Linked DNA regions of Mus musculus: region 1 is linked to region 2. The links are chromatin contacts, called in public Micro-C maps. All regions are on one chromosome and are shown on one strand. Each heading gives the region's core, a stretch centred on a gene start, on an enhancer-like site or on the middle of the called end of the contact. The rest is flanking DNA. Distances are from core to core; before and after follow the strand shown. Region 1 overlaps Gm45968 (a long non-coding RNA gene). Region 2 overlaps Zpld1 (zona pellucida like domain containing 1).

Region 1 (5,563 bases), core at 36-2,535, 170 kb before region 2:
GCACAGAAAGATACAAGCCCCATTGTGTAAATTCTTGAGGGATTCAGACTCAATCAGGAGGACCATGTTTTACCATGCTAAAAGTTAATTTATTTTTGTGTTAAGTACTATGTTAATATAGAGAAACAAAAGTGTTAAGAACCATGAGGTCTTTGGACTCAAAATGAGCTCAAAACATACCCCGGGTTTTGTCCTTCATTGTAATATATATCAGAAGGTTTAAAATATTGGATATAATTTTGACTTTTAAGATTTTGTGTAGCTTTGGGCTTCTGAGAATCTACTGAAAAAATCTTCTTTGTATCCTATCCTAGTAAATTTCTCCTGACTTATCTGTCATCTGTTTCATATAAATGAGGCTGTACTGATGGCTAGCACACTAGGGCTGGCTGTTACTTGCTTTAAGAATGGTGTGGGAGAGCAAGGTGTCTAGACTTCTGAAGCTGATTGTTAAGGTTTGCACCTTAATGAGACAGATGGGTTCTTTCCCCATCAATTGGTCTCAGCTATTCGTCTCTAGCTTCTTCCTGGGTATTTGCTGAGAACTACTCCCTTCTTTTTTCTTAATCCAAGCCAATTCCTTGAGTTTTGTATCATGGTGGGAAGAGGAGAAGTAGGAAGGCGATGCTTTCCCAAAAGGGGGTGTCTTTTTATTTTAAAAATTAAATGTCTTTTAAATTTAAGTAAGAAGTAGAAGATAAGCAAACGTGAACTAGGGGCCAGAACTGTGACTAACAATCAGCCTTCCTTTCTCATTCATCCACATGAGATCTGCCTTTCAAGGGAATCTTTTCTTACTTTCAGAATCCTCTTCATATTATTCATTATTCATACTGTTCATTACTCTGTGACTAGCGTGATCCATATTCTTGATCTCTCGCAGGTGTGAATTGAAGTAGCTATTATTTCAAAGAAAACATGTAGGGTGAGGACATCATATTCTTGTCCTCTCTTACTGCATGCTGCAGTCATGGGCTAAATCCCCTTGGATGCTAAGTACTACTGAAGCAGAGAGTGTCTTCAAAGGCATGGATTTATGCAGTCCTCATGCATTTTACTAAGAACAAGTGGCCTTCAGTGTGTGTTAAACAACACAGCACCATGCAACTGAAGGCAGCCCCTTTCAGATTCAAACACAATCTTTGTGTTTTAAGTTTGATTCCTCAGTTTTGCCTTGTCTTGCTGGAAATAGCAAGCACATTTTTGGGCTAGACATGTTTCTTCTATCTTCAGGCAACTGTTTTGACTTCAGGAAAACAAAATTAGATAAATTCCAAGAAAGGGATGAGCAATTCTAACAGGCTCAACGTTCTTTTGTGATGAGATTAAAGCATTAATCATACTATTATCTGGTATTTTGAGCTTTGCTGAAGTTGCTGGAGGTCAGTAGGAATTAATTTCAATTAAAGGACTTTTTTCTCTGGGATCTCTGACTGTTTTGGATTGAAGGAAGATGGAGGCTACTAACACGGTCTTGCTACTCTAATTGCAGCTTCTTTCCAGTTTTGCTAAGAAGCTGTAGAAAAGGTCACTTCAGATTTTAAAGGATTGAGTGCATCATTGTCTGAGTATCACTAATGCAGACAATTACCATTTTAGATTATCATAAGGTCCAAGGGCTGACATTTTGTTTAATCCTTGCTATTTAATTATATTAGTGGCATTTGATAATAACCCCTGGCAGCTCCCTAGTGTGGTTGGGAGTTTTAAGTTACAAAGTTTAACATTTTTTGACATAAAGAGCATGAGAATCAATACACATGTCAGTTTAAAAAAAAAAGGGTTAAAAACCCAAACTAGTTCCTAGTAATTTGGTTAGGAAAGACAAAACGCAGTGGATACTAGCAGTGTTTGCTTGACATACTGCTCAATATGGTGGTTTGTTCACATTTAAAACGTTAGAAGAAGTCCAGCGGATTGAGTTTGGCAGGTAAACTAATTCTGCTAAGTGGTGGACATGGGCAGGTTAATTGCTGTAGTTTCAAGATAACCTCTTTTTTTATATTCTTATTTATTTATTTATTTTTATTTTTTAACTATGCTTCCTTACCTGGTGCATTGATTAAAAAACAAAATTTCAGTGTTCTTCCTGCCTTTAGAGAGCTACCTTTCATCACTAAGGGAATATTGGATAATTATTCTGTTTTTGGTACTTTTCACGAGTTCCTCAAATGTCCTTCCTGGGCAGTGAGATGAAAGCTTGCTGTCCTGTTGCCAGCTGTTCTGCCTGTTTGTGCATACCATTAAAATACTTAGTGGGCTGGCTTATTTATTTGGAAAAAGAAGAAAGATGATTCAGTTGAAAGTTTCTGTTTATTCCACCAAGGGGCTTTGGTTAAAAAAAAAAGGGGGGGCCTTAAGCCTACTGTGGAGGCATCTATTTTATTATGGTGAGGGAGAATCTATTAGCATACACTTCAAATGTTGCTTTATTTTTCTGAATATGAAAGTAATGAGTGCTTGTCATGTAAAATATGAGTTGGAAGGGAAAGAATAATGGATTAAAATGTGATTATATGAAGAAAACCATTAATATTTTACTTATTTAGCTAGTTTTTTTTTGTGCAATCTGTTCATATACAGGTATTGTTCTATGTGTTCAGATATCTTTTTTAGTTCACCCCAGTAAGCTAAGAATGACTCTCCGAGGACTCAGATTTCCAACATACACTTGAGTTCTCTTGAGCAAGTCTTCTGTAGTTTACTTGGCTATACCCAGGCTTTTGAATATTTTAAAAGTTTTCATTTTCCTCTATTGTTTTAGTAGAGCTTTCTCATGGGACTTTTGGAAGAAATTGTGATGGTTTGAGTGAGAAAAGCCTTTACAGGCTCATCTGTCTGAGTACGTGGTCTCCAGGAGGTGGGATTATTGCTGAGCTATTAGGAAGTATAGCTTTGTTGGAGGAGGTCTGTCACTGGGGGTGAGCTCTGAGGTTTCAAAAAGACTCCAATCATACCTAGTTTCTCTCTCTGCATCCTCCTTGTGGGTTAAGACATGAGTTGTCAGCCAATCCTGCTGCCATGCCTTTGTTCTGCTATCATGACCATTAGCCCGTTAAAACTGTAGGTCAATTAGACACTTTCTATTATAAGCCTTGGTCATAGTGTTTTGTTTTGTTTTGTTTTTGTCACAGCAATAGTGAAGTAATTAAGCAGAAGGCATTTTAATATTTTACACTTTTTTACTTTGAAAAAATGCTTTTTAATGTTTTTTATGACTTTTCACTGGATGGCATCTTTAGTCAAATTGACATTACAGAGGGAAATGGAAGTTTTGGCGGATGCAGTAAGGTATAAAAGATGACATGTCATAGGTAACATCAGAAAACACATCATATTTTGAGATCACTAAAAGCCATTGTGTTAGTCTTAATCCTTTTAGAACGTCAAGAGCATAGAGCTTATACTCTGAATATTTGGGGAATTTAGAGGCAATTTCTTCATCTGCTGTGGCTCTCTTCACCTTTTCTTCAAGGATACGAATCACATGTGCCTGCTCGTCACCCAGCTTCTGATAATTTAATGAAGTTGTCATGGGGAGCCTGCTTGTGAGTCAATCTGAGACTTACACCTCAGGGGTAAGGAGCTATGAGACACTGGGGTGAGGGGACAAAGGAGAAATCACAAAAGATAACCTGAACCCCTGGAGTTGTTCAGAAATGAGTATGTGACAGTTTCTCATGTTAGCCACACGTTAGTAGACCCAAGAAAGCTTTGTCCTATATCCTGTCCTACAACATTATTTGACAGTGCAGCAGATCCCTGGAGGGTAGAAAACAATGAGCGTCATCCAGCAGGAAAGGCCGATTTGTTACTGCTGAGGACTTTGTAGGTGTGCAAAATTTTATGAACAGCAAAGCAGAGAGAGAAGAGGTATGATGGGGTGAGAGAAAGCACTGTCAATTTTGGATGCATTAAGATGTCAGTACCTGGGAAACAGACCGATTGAAATGCCTCATAGGCAGTGTGGTACACAGGTTAGGGCTAAGAGAAACCGTGCTAGGCATATGAATACTGGCACAATCACACAGAAATGGGCTTTGGAGGGTGAGGGGTTCTAAAGAAAATAGAGAGGTAAGAGGAGGAGGGCAGTAGGATCATGAATTGACTCAGCCTGGAAGAGGCTGGGAGACTAGCAAAGGTATTAAGGATAAAAAGAGGACCCTAAGTAAAGCAGTTTGAGTAACATCATGAGAGGCGAGGCCAAAGAGAATTAGAAGTGGCTGATATGAAGGTCACAGAAAGTGCATTTTATAATTAACTTGTGTTAGGTAAGTAGTGAGACACAGGTGATTATATGTAGCTAAGCCCCACTGCCATTCAAAAGCGAGGGACGTTAATGCGACACACTGGATAGTAAAGAAGTAAGAAAGCCTGTAAAGGCCATTCTTTGCAGGGTCTCAGCTGTAAAAGAATGGGGAAAATATGAGGGAGAGAGACACTTAAATGATCGAAGGGGTGACTTAAGCATTGTGCTCAACTATGGGAGTGGGGCCAGTGGAGCAGGGGAGTGAAGGACAGGGAAAGAGGAGCCAATACTGAGCCTAGACCTGGGGATGGCAAGCGGGAGGGTGTCAGGATAGGAGTCTCTGGGCATTTTTATTTAGAAATGTCACAAACTTAGGCACACAAGGCAAGAAATAGTATATATATATATATATATATATATATATATATATTCCAAATACACACACACACACACACACACACACACACACACACACACACACAAAAGTGAATGAAACAATTCTTTTGAACTGAGTACAGTGGATTTTGTAAGCGCAACACAGGGCAATCCATCTCCCATGTAATCCGGGCTGTGATGGGCGGCCATTTGGAATGTATGCTAACACGAGCATGGTGTCCCTCTAGAAGGATGTGTACCATGGTTCTCTAGATGGCAGCTCCTGGTCCAAGGCAGCTCCCCACATAATCTATCCAGGAAGATGCTTCTCTGGCTTCTCTGCATCTCTTGTTCTGGATAATAGTCACGAGGATATCTTTTGATCATTTAGCTTTCTACATAGCTATTTATTCAGGCATACTGTGGCAATCAGGCTGATGGATCAGATTGCTACCCTGCTTGACAGCTGTGCTTTTAAAATTAAGCATTAATGAAGTGGCCTTCTGATGATAATTTGGTTCTTCATGTCACTGTTTCACAGGAACAGAGCACTGGAATGCCGACAGACTGATAGCTGCGCTCTTATAAAAGAGTGTACTGTCTTTCTGGTGTGTAATATCTATCTTTGAGAACTTGATTAAAGAGAGCCCACCCTTCAGAGTCAGCACACTAACAAAATGATGTTTGTCACCAGTTCCTGGACTGTGGTGAGTTCCTTAAGTCAGTTTTACTTTATGTACTCTCATTGCAGGCAGTCACCTGAGATTTTTTTATTGGATGGCTCTTTGTTGTATAGATAATTTCCAGTTTAAATGGAATGCTTTGGTAATCTTGTCCTTAATGACACGAAGAGTCATATGCATAACAAACACAGGACAGTCATGGCATGAGGATATGTGGAAGAAGGAGGAGACTGGAACTGAGATGTGCAAAGTATTA
Region 2 (5,178 bases), core at 2,242-4,741:
TATGATAATTGAAAATAATTGTAGCTTGATTTTTCTCTAGCGGAAAATAATTTTAACTCCCAGCTTGACCCTGTTAAGTATTGACCTGGAATCTCGTATGACCTGTGGGAACTCATCCATGACTGATGGACTACCATTGATTTCCATTTCTTAGGAGTTCTCTTCCTTTCCCAGGGTTCTTTCCATTTTCTACTTGCCAAAACTAGTTACTTTCTTGGTTTAAAGTGGAGGTCTTAATTCTTGGGTCCACGTATTTGAGATGATAATCCTTTTAGTTCTTTGTTTCTCTTGACTAGTTTCATGTAATTTACTCTACAGGTTAAAGCAAAAACAATTTTTAATTACAATGAACACAAAGGCATCAAATGTATTTAAACTTCTAGAATTTCCCTTCACATATACTGGAAAATCTGGCTTAATTTTCTTTTCAACCCCTGGTCTTTCCTAGTTCAACATAATTCAAAATTCTTACATGAGTCACAGTATGTAGTTACAAATTTTTTATTCCCCAAACAATTTTTATTTACAATGATAATACTTAGCAAAACATAAAAATTTGAAAATACACTATATGTAATTTTGTTTTAGAATTTTTTTCAAGAAGCATCCTTAATATATAGCCATCATTCTTAATAGTTGCCTAGTATTGTAACAAAAAGCAGGTTAGATATTCCAGTAAATTATACTCTTGAAGACATTTGAAGCTTAATATTTTCCTCTCCAAAGATGCCTTATAATACACAAATAATAATAACTGAATTTCAACACTAGAATTTTGTATTTTAAAGGGAAATTTTGATCAGGTGAATCAAGGGCAGATGTTTGGACTATAATCTATAATGTTCTGGTATCAAAACTTAAATCTCTAAAGATTCTCATGTTTCTGTAACACTTTCAATGGTCTGGGTACCATTAGGGTCATTAGAAGAGATTGATAATACCTTCTGTTATCTAAAAACCTATAAAAAGCAAGTAGTACTTGCTTGCAAGAAACTCCCATTGTTGACCAATTTACCAGATTTATGCATTGTCTTCCTGGATTTAAGCTGAGAAGTAAACTAGCTCAAAACTATAAATTAGGGTTGATTTGTTTGCTGTGTTTTGTTTTTACTGCAAAAATGGTTGAGCTGGGAAGTAGATATTGTAACCTTGCCAAGATGCAGCAAAAGAAAGCCTTAAGCTGAAGTTTTACAAACTTAGGGTGATTCTTCATTGTTATTAGCTGTCTAAGGTGATCTCAAGTGGGAAATTATATAGCATGGCAACTTCCATTTCTTCAGTGATGAGGAAAAGAGCTACCTTAGTCAGTAGCCCATCAACTCTGTCAGCTCAACACTACTCTTCCAAATGCTGAAGGCAAATTATGCTGAGGCTAATGACCAGTGCCCTTCACCAAGGCTCACAAAAATTAATAGCAAAGAAATAGAAATATACTTATTGAATTAAAATTTCTTAGAAATATATTGCATCCTAAAGTCTAGATTTAAAACTTATGTGTACATAGTCATATACTAATTGCTTTTTATCATCTCAGTCAAGTCCAACATATTAAAGCCAGATAGGAAATGTTTTATAGTCTGTAAATATCTGTCTCTACTACCCTTATCGGTCACTATAACTCAAAGATAACCATAGAAACTAGTGTATACAAATAAGCTGTGTTCCAGCAACAGTGTATTATAAACACGTGTAGCTTTAAATTTTTAAATGAAATGTTATTGTTTTACTTCTTTTAAACATTTAAAACTCTGGAAATTACTCAGGTCACAGATCTTATAAAATGTAGTTTATGGGCAAAATTTGGTCACAGTTGAGTGAGTCTTTGGTTTAAAAATTAACTGTCTAGAACTTACAAATTATATACTAATATGATGAACTGCAAAATATAAAATTATGCATGAATGTCTTTAAAATGTTTTAGAAAAATAACACTTAAAATGGAACCTAATAAAAGAACCTCAAAACTGCCAAGCCCCAAGGACACTTAAGCTGAAACTAGATTTCTGTGATCAGTTAGTGATTTCTGTCACCATGTGTGTAAAATGTTACCCAGACTCTAATATCTAAGCGACATTTTTTATTTTTACTTTCTCTAAATGAGAGCTGAGAAAAGATGCAAAAAAAAAAAAAAATCAGTGGCTTTATTGTTTACAAAGTTAAGAGTCTATAGAATGAGGCGGGTGTGAAGCTTTCGCTGGCATTACCCTCATTAATGTAAAATTGCTTCATTCATCAGAGAAGAATGATGCCCACTTGGTATTTTATTTTAGGATGTAAGGTTTGTTAAATGTACTTATCTTAGACATAGCCAGTCACATCCCCACCCATGTCTCAGCTAAGCACTTTATCATTGTGCCACAGGACAGAAATATTGATGTTTCAGGAACTGTACTTTCATGTTAAATCATCTTTCATTAGATAGAAAATATTAAGTTGTTCAAAACAAATCATGGCCAACTTTTCTATTTCAAATGTAAGTAATAGAAAATCACACATGGTAAGTTATAACAATTTTTTTAACTTTAGGTATTGTATTCCTTGATGGATTTTTAAATTATTTATTGAATTTATTTATATTTAAAACTCATGTGTATTTGTGCTCATAGATTTAAATTCTGACATACAGAAAAAACTCTAAACAGAAATTTATTTTGAATAAACTTTAAAATTGCAGTGCAATTATATGTTTCTAGTTTCTAAAATCCTTGGATTATCAAGTCCACCAAAATAAATGACATCATTATTAAAAGCAAGAAAGATTTAGTAAGAAATTGTGCTATTTATATTTAGGGTTCTTTCAGCTAATAAATATTGATATTGTTTATGAGGCACAAAAATACTAGCTGAAGAAATTTTTTAAGTGAATCAATTAATCAAGTACATACCCTAAATATACTAGTTGAGTATTTTTTAAAAATGAGGTTAATTTATCAACTAAATTTGAGTAGTTTTAATTCATGAGTTTTACATAGACATAATTTTAAATCAATTTGCACACCACAAATCCTATTTCTCTTTCCTTTTTTGTATTAAAGGCATATTATCTCAATATAAATCACTTCTAGTTATTGGTGAGATGATTGGGTTTTAATTTGATTAATGTTTAGATGAAATTGAAAATTTTAATTCCATTAGTCATGGAATAACTAAACACTAAAGTACTTTCTTGACAAGGACTAACTGTTGATTCATTCAATTTTTCACATTTTCTTTGATTAAAAGATAATCATTCATTAACAAACAGTTTATGAGAGTCTGTAGCTGATCTTGTCCTCTGCTAGATTCTAACTCACGAAGATGAAAGCATGTTTTCATTCTTAAGTAACTTACAGATTTGTTAGAAGTGAAAACAAAGGTCAGCACACAAGGGTGACATTTGTCAGGAGGAGATGGTTGGTAATGACTGGAGAGCTTTTGAGGGTCAAAGCTTGAGTAGGGGAGTGAACCTAGCAGACTATGGCTTAAAGCCAAGGTCTCTGTTTAACATACCACAGCAAAGAATTACCAATAACACCGACTTCAGGAGATTGTGAGCCCAGTGTGGTACAGTTTCAGGGCTACTATTATACAACGGGACACAAGCTTCTCCAGGAACACAGAGAAAAACACGATCTGCTTTAGAATGAGAAGGGGATGCACTAGTGGAGAAATGTCTCGAAAGAAGTGTTAGCTGTAAAAAGACTCTTGAAAAGCAGAATAGAAAGAGAGATTCATGTGGAGTGAGCTGGTAGTATCTGTTTTCCTGACTTCATACAGAGGAACCAAAATGAGCTAGGATAAAGATATGCAAAATAACTTCTTATCTTGGGCAGTTGTAAGAATCTTTGAATAGACGGATAGGTGGAGGGAAACAGAAATCTGGATTTGCTCAAGTAAGAACTGATTTATTTAGCCATATCACAGAGTCACAGAATTGGAGCTTTTTTTCTGAACAATGTCAGAAAGACAGATGTCAGTGACAAACTTGACATCATCAGGCAGACGACAATAGGCTTTATGAGCCTTGGTGGGAATTGTTAGGGATCTGAAGGAAACAAAAACATTTAGTATTTATGTTGGAAACAAACCCCGGGTGAAAATTCTCTCTACTGTTCCGTTATAAATATGATTTTGATTCAACAGCTTTTACTTTTTGTCAGAAGTATACCAAAGATGTGAAAATTGATTCCTAGTATTTTCATTAGTGTGTCTGCTGCTGATTGGTTGATTCCGGCAGGCTAGAGCCGCAGAGTTGAGGTGATAGAGAACACTGTCCTTTCCTTCCTTCCTTCCTTCCTTCCTTCCTTCCTTCCTTCCTTCCTTCCTTCCTTCCTTCCTTCCTTCCTCCCTCCCTCCCTCCCTCCCTCCCTCCCTCCCTCCCTTCCTCTCTCTGTCTCTGTCTCTGTCTCTGTCTCTGTCTCTGTCTCTGTCTCTCTCTCTCTCTCTCTCTCTCTCTCTTTCTTTCTTTCTCTCTCTCTCTTTCTTTCTATTAGATATTTCTTCATTTACATTTCAAATGCTATCCTGAAGGTCCCCTATACCCTCCCCCCTGCCCTGCTCCCCTACCCACCCACTCCCACTTCTTGGCACTAGCGTTCCTCTGTACTGGGGTTCAGAGTCTAACTATGTGGGTAAAAATAAAGCTTATTTACCAACAAAACAAAACAGAAAACTGGAGGCTAGAGAGATGACTCAGCGGTTAACACAGACTGCTCTTTCAGAGGGCCTGGGTTCAGTGGGGCAGTGAACTGTGCCAGGAAACTTGGTCAGGTTGAGTGAGTTCAGAAACATCGGCCCTCATCTGAGGACTGTCAGAGTTTCCTTGCTTCCCTACCAGATTCCTGGCCTGGAACACATGACCACAGTCCCCACATAGGGATGTGACCAATGGTCATGCAGCCCAGAACAGAGTTCTCCATGCTAAGGAGGTATCTAGATGGGCCCCAAGGGTTTAAGCCAATGAGCTCCCCTTCCTGGCCATTCCTTCTTGCAAAAGGAATTTAATCTATGGTCCACCCTGGGGAAGTTGTATGCACCCGTTTTTCACAACAACCAATAAACAGTTTGGAACCAAAAACTGTCTCTTTCATCAAGAACTGCCTTGGGGAGCATGGAGGAAGCCTTTGTTTATAGAGAGCCATGGTGGCTGAGTCTCCCACAGAAGGCCTCTCCTTGCTCTTTGACAATCGAGGATGAGCT

What was found. A called contact is a pair of places that touch in the nucleus more often than the background predicts.
Region 1: a Micro-C map of granulosa cells shows a contact between it and region 2, with 2.8 times the contacts expected there. The contact joins two enhancer-like sites. A contact is called at or near these places in 6 of 484 Hi-C or Micro-C datasets (the 63-12 cell line, the HPC-7 cell line, granulosa cells and 3 more).

What each region holds. Positions count from the first base shown.
Region 1 is chr16:55,448,358-55,453,920 of GRCm38.p6, reverse strand. Gm45968 (a long non-coding RNA gene) reads left to right here. Exons shown (of 6, transcript XR_001782016.2): 4 at 3,476-3,578; 5 at 5,166-5,331. Among named protein-coding and RNA genes, the nearest start is that of Mir5118, 44 kb to the left of the region's middle. Within about 2 kb of position 1,285, at least 1 of the 459 cell types and tissues checked has an H3K27ac peak or open chromatin away from gene starts, as enhancers often do. A contact at or near this core is called in granulosa cells, where this site is marked.
Region 2 is chr16:55,277,209-55,282,386 of GRCm38.p6, reverse strand. All of the region lies in intron 2 of Zpld1 (zona pellucida like domain containing 1), which reads left to right. Among named protein-coding and RNA genes, the nearest start is that of Zpld1, 3.4 kb to the left of the region's middle. Within about 2 kb of position 3,491, at least 5 of the 459 cell types and tissues checked have an H3K27ac peak or open chromatin away from gene starts, as enhancers often do. A contact at or near this core is called in granulosa cells, where this site is marked.